2 separate regions of the Lactuca sativa genome follow, and region 2 is linked to region 1. The links are chromatin contacts, called in public Hi-C maps. All regions are on one chromosome and are shown on one strand. The core of a region is the stretch at or near the end of the contact, and the rest is flanking DNA. Distances in the headings are between cores, read along the strand shown. Region 1 holds the start of LOC111913799 (zinc finger protein GAI-ASSOCIATED FACTOR 1). Region 2 holds the start of LOC111913803 (probable protein phosphatase 2C 55).

Evidence for each region. Hi-C and Micro-C count contacts between places; a contact is called where the count stands out from the background.
Region 2: a contact with region 1 is called in a Hi-C map of leaf, with 5 times the contacts expected there. The contact joins the promoter of LOC111913803 here to the promoter of LOC111913799 in region 1. A contact is called at or near these places in 3 of 4 Hi-C or Micro-C datasets (leaf and seed).

What each region holds. Positions count from the first base shown.
Region 1 is chr4:228,593,451-228,597,280 of Lsat_Salinas_v11, forward strand. It overlaps LOC111913799 (zinc finger protein GAI-ASSOCIATED FACTOR 1), which reads left to right and starts at 1,256. Exons shown (of 4, transcript XM_023909509.3): 1 at 1,256-1,749; 2 at 1,870-2,266; 3 at 2,343-2,581; 4 at 2,970-3,830. The coding sequence starts at 1,599. The coding sequence ends at 3,787.
Region 2 is chr4:229,361,439-229,365,056 of Lsat_Salinas_v11, forward strand. LOC111913803 (probable protein phosphatase 2C 55) reads left to right here and starts at 1,508. Exons shown (of 6, transcript XM_023909513.3): 1 at 1,508-1,716; 2 at 2,400-3,268; 3 at 3,352-3,618. The coding sequence starts at 2,517.

The DNA of each region.
Region 1 (3,830 bases), core at 6-2,505:
CTTCTTTTGTATTATAATTTACCATTAAAATTTTTATGCATAATTTACTATTAATCTTATATAATGTGTTTAAAAATACTACTTTAAAAAATACATATCATTATATAAAAATTGGTTTCCACGACCCATTAGGGCTCCTCAATATTGCAATGTTTGGGGAAGACGGCTCACATTTGGTTATGATACTAAGCAAACCTTTTTAGGACTATGTCACATACCTTTCTCTTAATCATCCATTGATTGAAACACATAAGGTATAAACTTGAGACCTTTAATGGCTTACATATTGAGCCACTACCATGACAATTAATATTAGTACATATATATTTTATAGATAAACTCAAAGTATTTAAATATATAAATAAGTATACTATTGCGGCGAGGGATGAACAAAAATCTAAAGTTCTAATTCAAAATTCTCTCAATTCATCTCCCTATGAGGAATTGTCAAACCATTTGACTCTTCAACCATTCTAATATAAAGGATTAGTCAATTAAATAATAGCTAGTAAAAGTAAATGGATCGGTTTGAAAATATATAAACTGCTAGTTTTACATACATATAAAAACATTTACAATAGATATATGTTTTTTCTTTTTTTAGAAAAACGTTTCACAATGAATTGTAAAATAATAGTTACAAAGTGTGACTAGACTAATTTTTCTTTTGTCAAAGTATTGATACAATAAATTGACCAATGGAAAGTGTCCCCAACCCAACATTGCACAATAGGGTTTATCATTTCACAACAAGTCCATTTCGCAAGCACAGTTCACATATATTTAAGAGGTAAATCGGTGTGATTTAATCATTACATGGTGTCAACATCTATTACTGGATAATTATTTATAAGTAAACTTTTGACCACTACTATAAAAAACGACTAACAAATGTCGTTATTTATGTATTGAATAATTGTAAGGTAGTAGTAGTATTCGAGAAAGGAAAAAGACAATTTGTATGAGAAGATATGCGTCGATTGGGTAATTTAGGAAAACGTTAAAAGGGGGTCTGTACGCGATTTCTTAAATGACGAAACTACCCCTGGTCTTTTTGTCCTTACGTGTTACTCTTGTATATGTGAACTCATTTTCAAAGTCTAATACAAAACGACAAAACCAACGCGTCTCAGTACTACGTCTTCTCCGACACATGCCAATCTCTCGCTGATTTAACCACGTGGACGGCCAAGATTTCAACCCAATTGATGACTATACTCTTAACTTGTGCCCGAAGTACCTCACATTAACCATGGTTAACGGCCGCCACTCTTAAAACCCGTCTTCTTTTTTTCTTCCTGTTTTTGATTTTTAATCCTTATCTTTCATGAATCATCTCTCTCCCTGCAAAAACAACGTCCGCCGTGTTACACCATCATCTCCGTCGTGACCTCCGGTCTTGATTCTACAAAGTTTTGTAATTACTTCTGCAGCTGGATATAATCGAGCTGTGTTTTTACTTTTTAGTCAGCAATAGGAAACAGGAAGAACTAAAGAAGACATTTGGTGATCAGGTAGATGAATTTGCAGTTGCAAGTGAACGAAAATAATCTACGAAGCTAGAGTTTGTATTTGTTGTTAGCTTCCGAGTTTAACTTATGGTAGATTTTGAGAATTCTTCGGCAATGGCTGTTTCTGCAACTTCAGTTGAAGGAACTGAATGTTCATCCGGTGGTAACGAAACAGCACCTAATCCTCCTCCTGAGCTGCAACCGATAAAGAAGAAGAGAAATCTTCCAGGAATGCCAGGTACTTTGACGAATGTTTTTCTGTAAACGTGTATTTTAGTTTTGTTTATATAAAGGTGTTGCGATTATATATAAAGTGATTTTGGTTTTGATTTTGATTTTGATTTTGATTTCGTCGCAGATCCAGATGCGGAGGTGATCGCACTATCACCGACGACTCTACTAGCCACCAATCGGTTCGTATGCGAGATCTGCAACAAAGGATTCCAGCGGGACCAGAACCTTCAGCTTCATCGGAGAGGTCATAACTTGCCGTGGAAATTAAAACAGCGAGATGGAAAGGAAATCCGGAAACGCGTTTATGTTTGTCCGGAGAAAACCTGCATCCACCATGATCCGTCTAGAGCACTCGGCGATCTCACCGGAATCAAAAAGCACTTCTCCAGGAAGCACGGCGAGAAAAAGTGGAAGTGCGAGAGGTGCTCGAAGAAGTACGCCGTTCAATCCGATTGGAAAGCGCATATGAAAACGTGTGGTACAAAGGAATACAGATGTGATTGTGGCACCTTATTTTCTAGGTTAAATTTCTTCATCAAAATTCTATGAATTAATCCATGAGATCATCAATCTGATTGTGTTTTTGATAATGATTAGGAGGGATAGCTTCATTACGCATAGAGCTTTCTGTGATGCATTAGCTCAAGAGAGTGCGAGATCTCAATCTCAATCTCAAACTCCAAGCCTTCCCATTACTAATTCTAATCATCATAATCATCTACAAGAAACTGAGAAAGTGCAGGCGGCTATTCTTCCACCGTCGTGTAGCCCGCCGCCACCGCCGCATACTCCTTCCACCGGCGTACTCTCTCCTGTTCAATCCGTTCACAGCTCAGGTTTGTAATTGAACTTTTTCACAGCGCACTATTTTTCGCTTTCAAAATTGCGATTCGTCGTGTATCCACTGTCATGATTACGTTTGTTGTAACGCATTTGTCAAAGTACTACGTGCTTTTTAGCGTGTATGAGAGTGAGTGGGTCGTAGAAGTAGAACTCCATTAATAAAGAGCTCGAAGATCGACGAATTAAAAAGCTAGGTAATTAAAAAGAGAGATTTTGTATGAAAAAGGACGCCATGATTGTTCCTGCTTTTCCTTTTGCTTGTAATAGCAAAGTTCATACTCATAACTTTTTTAGATTCTGAGTACTTAAATCATAAACAATTACCATCACCTTTTTATAAATTTGTTTTACTTTTTCTTATATAATTTCTTCTTTATGTAGCAGAGTTGCCGGAAAAATCCACGGGTATACTAGAGCACCAGAAGGGGGCGGGGGCGACATTGGAGGTGGTGGAGGCAGCGGCGGCGGCGGAGACATGCCTCCCAACAACCACAACGACCACCGCTAGTGGTGGCTCAACCTCTAGTGGAAACAACAACAACAATGCGAGTAACAACAATACAGGCGTATTTGCAAGTATTTTTGCATCATCCTCCGTCTTGCCGCCGTCTCAATCATCTCCGGCAACGTACTCTAATCTGATGTGTGGTGTAGCCGGAGCTGACAGGAACACCACGGTGGAACCAATGTCCCTCTCTTTATCCTCCTCTTTGTACCGTTCCACCACCGCCGCCCCCTCCTTATTCCCGCCACCTGAACAAACCCTCCACCAACACCACCGTCAATACGTTCAAACTCAGCAACCAGCTCTCTCCGCCACCGCTCTACTTCAAAAAGCTGCTCAAATGGGCGCAACGTCGTCAAACACCTCATTCCTCCATGCATTAGGTTTAGCACCACCGTCGTCCTCCTCCACCGACCGCTACCAAGAAGCTAGCGTTAGTCAATGGAGTAATATCCAAAGCAAACAAGAGAGAAACGACAACCTAATGGGTCCGCCGCCACCGACCACCCTCGATTTTCTTGGGTTGGGGATGGGTGGTGGCGGCTCCTCCGGTGGGTACTCGGCATTTTTAAGTTCAATCGGAGGAAGCAGTCTTAATGTTAATTCAGCCGCCGGTGTTCCCTTTAGGGGAGTCACCTCCGTCCAAAATGATGATTGGGATGACTCCGGCGACAAGAAGCCGGCGCTTCATTAGCTTTCTCTCTCAGTTTTTTAATGGTGAAAGAGAGAGGTGAGAT
Region 2 (3,618 bases), core at 258-2,757, 770 kb after region 1:
GAGTCATTTGTCTCGTGTCTTGTATCTTGTATTCTTAGTGAGTAAAACGAATCTCTGGTGAATTGTACTTATAACCTCTGTTTGAGAACTCTGAAATAAAGAATATTCCCTTCCTGCCCGTGGACATAGGTTACCTTAACCGAATACGTAAATACTATGTCTTTGTGTGCTTATAGTTTTGCTTGTTATCTGCATTACTTCCTAACAGGGGTCATCAGAACTTGGCAAGTGGTATCATATTTGTTTTGAGTCCTGACAAGTATCGTCTGTTTTCACTAACAATATATATATATATATATATATATATATATATATATATATATATATATATATATATATATATAGAGAGAGAGAGAGAGAGAGTTAGGTTCAAATGTTTTCACTATCTATTGTGTGCATGTATAATTGATTCTGGACCAATTATTTTAGTTATTTTAAAAAAGTAATTAATGCATATTAAATGCTGAAGATGTAATTAATACCCATTATATTTTCAACATTTAATATGTATTAATTACTTTCTTAATATAACTAAAATGATTGGTCCAGAATCACTCACACATGCACACAATAGATAGTGAAAACAAAATAACCTAACCCTATATATATATATATATATATATATATATATATATATATATATATATATATATATAATCGTGTTCAAGTTAATGATCAAGGTTTTGTTAGTGATTAATGTGCTAGGATCATATTAGTCTTCAAGTTTTAAAACCATCAAGTGTTGTCACGTTTAACCAAGGCCAAGTGTAATTACTTTCTTAGCCTATATAATGAATATTAGTGGTTTTCATGTTATTTATACACATTTTTATTATACACACAAAATACTTAAAGTTAATTGTCTATTTTCGACTTTTGAAGTTTTTTTCTTCAGCTTTGACTTTAAATATTTTTATTTGTGTTATATATTAATTGATAAAAACTTATAACAATAAAAAGACATTTAAAATACAATTTATTCATAAATTTTGCATCAAGTATTATCTATCAAAAAAAAAAATATTTAAGGTTAAAGTTGAAAAATAAAAACTTGAACAATTAATTTGAGACGGACGTATTAGTATATATCGGTTTATTAATAAAATTAAAAGTATAATTTTAAAACCTACTGTAAAATCAAGTCAATATGTTGGAATCCGTATTTACACACGACCAATTAAGGTAAATACCTCAACCCAAAGATCAAACAATTTATCTAACTATATTGTATTGAGTAAAATACCTCAACCCAAAGATCAAACAATTTATCTAACTATATTGTATTGAAAATCTCAATCAATTTATATAAACATATTAAATTAGAAATAAATTGTTTTTTTGTTCTAACATGTTGATATACCCGAATACAATGCGAAGTGTAACTTATACATGCCAAACAATTGGATATATATATTCAATTCCCTTTATGCAGATCCAATTCTATTCATTTCATTTTCACTTTGTGCTATTCGTTCTGCCAAATGTCCCTAGTTTTGGATTTTGTTCGGACCGACTTGTTTCTTAAATTACTATATTACCCTCGGCCTTTATGTTATATCCTCCGCCATCACCCGGATCTCCGGTCTTTTTCAACGTGAGGTTAGGGCTTTAATCACACCCCAAAAGCCCGGAGCCGCCGCCTTCTTCGCCTCTATTGACATCGATATTCGCAGTCAGCCGTGAACTCGTAGCTCATCGTTTCTCCACAGTCACAAGGTAATCTTTACTTGCATGATATTGTCAACTATTTTCATCTCTGTTACATTGAAATCCTTTTTCTGTTGACGAATTAAACGAATTTGAAATCGATTAGTTAGTTCCATAGTTTCTTTCATTCTTCAGCGAATCAGTATTTCCCGTTCGTCTACGTATGATACATCAGTATTTGTCGAGTAGGGAATTCATCTCGGACAGATGTGTCGTGCTTTCCTTCTTAGGGTTGAAAATTAATGTTCGACAGAGAGGATTATTGATCTTATGTGTACAAATTGATGTGCTACTAGTAATTAGTTAGGCGAAAAGAGCAAATAACGAAAGTTTAACATCACGAAGGGATTTGCGATAAGAGTTGAGGTCACCACCACAATCAAATTGCAAACTGTTGAATGTTATTATTACGAGGAATTGTACCAGCATATAGAGGACCTTAGAATATTTGAATTTCTTGAATAGATCAAACATGGAAGCAAAAGCAACCAAATAAAAGAAAAGTAAATTGTCTGTTCTTGGTTTACCTTAGCTAATTACTAACAAAGTTATCCACAAAACGGTAGTTTTTCATTTATACAAATGCCTTCATCTTTTCTGTTAAATATTTTTGTCACTGTTTTGATACTTAGCAATTTGCATAACTTGATTATGAAAGACTATTTTTAAACCAGGTTTTTACATATACTCAGAGGGAGTTGGTTGGATTGGATCCCAAAGATAAATGTGCTTGGAGTTATGAGATTATACCTTTCATGCTGTGATATTACTTCTACACATACTGTTGCAAAGGCAAAGGCAAAGGCAAGATGCCATATAAATATCTTTCAAGACTTAGAGGTTCATTCAGTCAGGGGATTCACAGAACCAATATAACTCTAGAAAGCACCCTTCAGGGCTCATTTGAAGTTCTTCTCTGCCATGGGAAAACTTTATTTGGTAACCCAAGATTCTACTCTGTACCATTTCTAGAACCTGGTGACCTAAATACCCTTCTTCAACACTATTCTGCATGTGCTTCTCAATTGAACTTACAAACAAGTAAAAAGAACAACCTTTCTGTTCTTGGAGCTCTTTCAAGAACATTCTCAACCCCATCTGTATCCGGACCTTCATTTCAAGTCTGTGGCTATCACGCAGACAATCTGCTATCCAATCCTAATCATTTCCAATCTGTTATCACCAATCATCACATTCCCATGTCTCTTTCAATTTCAAGATCTTTACTAGGGGGTGGATCATTACACAACTTAGCTTCCACACATGGACACCTCATCGATAATTCCAATCTTTCTTTTCCTACCCGAGGTTTCCATAGTTATCACAAGATCACCATGAATTCAAGAAACAATAAAGAATCAGAAAGCTTCTCTCTTTACGGATACTTCATCTACCATGTTGCCAAAGCAAACGGCATCTCCAACCCGTTTCTTGATATCGACTGGAAAAGCTTCCACATCTCATCCCCAACTTTTCTAAATTCCGAAACTGCCCCTGATATGTTCTCAGACAACAACTCTCTGTGTGATGATCGGGTTACATCTTCTTCCAACAGTGATAGGTAATGTTTCTTTTTTTTTTTTTTTTTTTCCCTTTTCTGACATTCTTTAAGAATGTTAAAATAAAACAATCTCATGATTACAGAAAGGCGTTATCAGATAGATCATTGAAGCTGGTTTCTGGATCATGTTATCTACCCCACCCTGAGAAGGAGGAGACAGGTGGCGAAGATGCACATTTCATATGTTCTGATGAACAAGCGATAGGGGTAGCAGATGGGGTAGGTGGGTGGGCTGACCTTGGTATTGATGCTGGGAAATACGCACGTGAACTTATGTCAAATTCAGTAAATGCAATACAAGATGAACCTAAAGGCTCTGTTGATCCCACTAGGGTTTTGGAAAAAGCTTA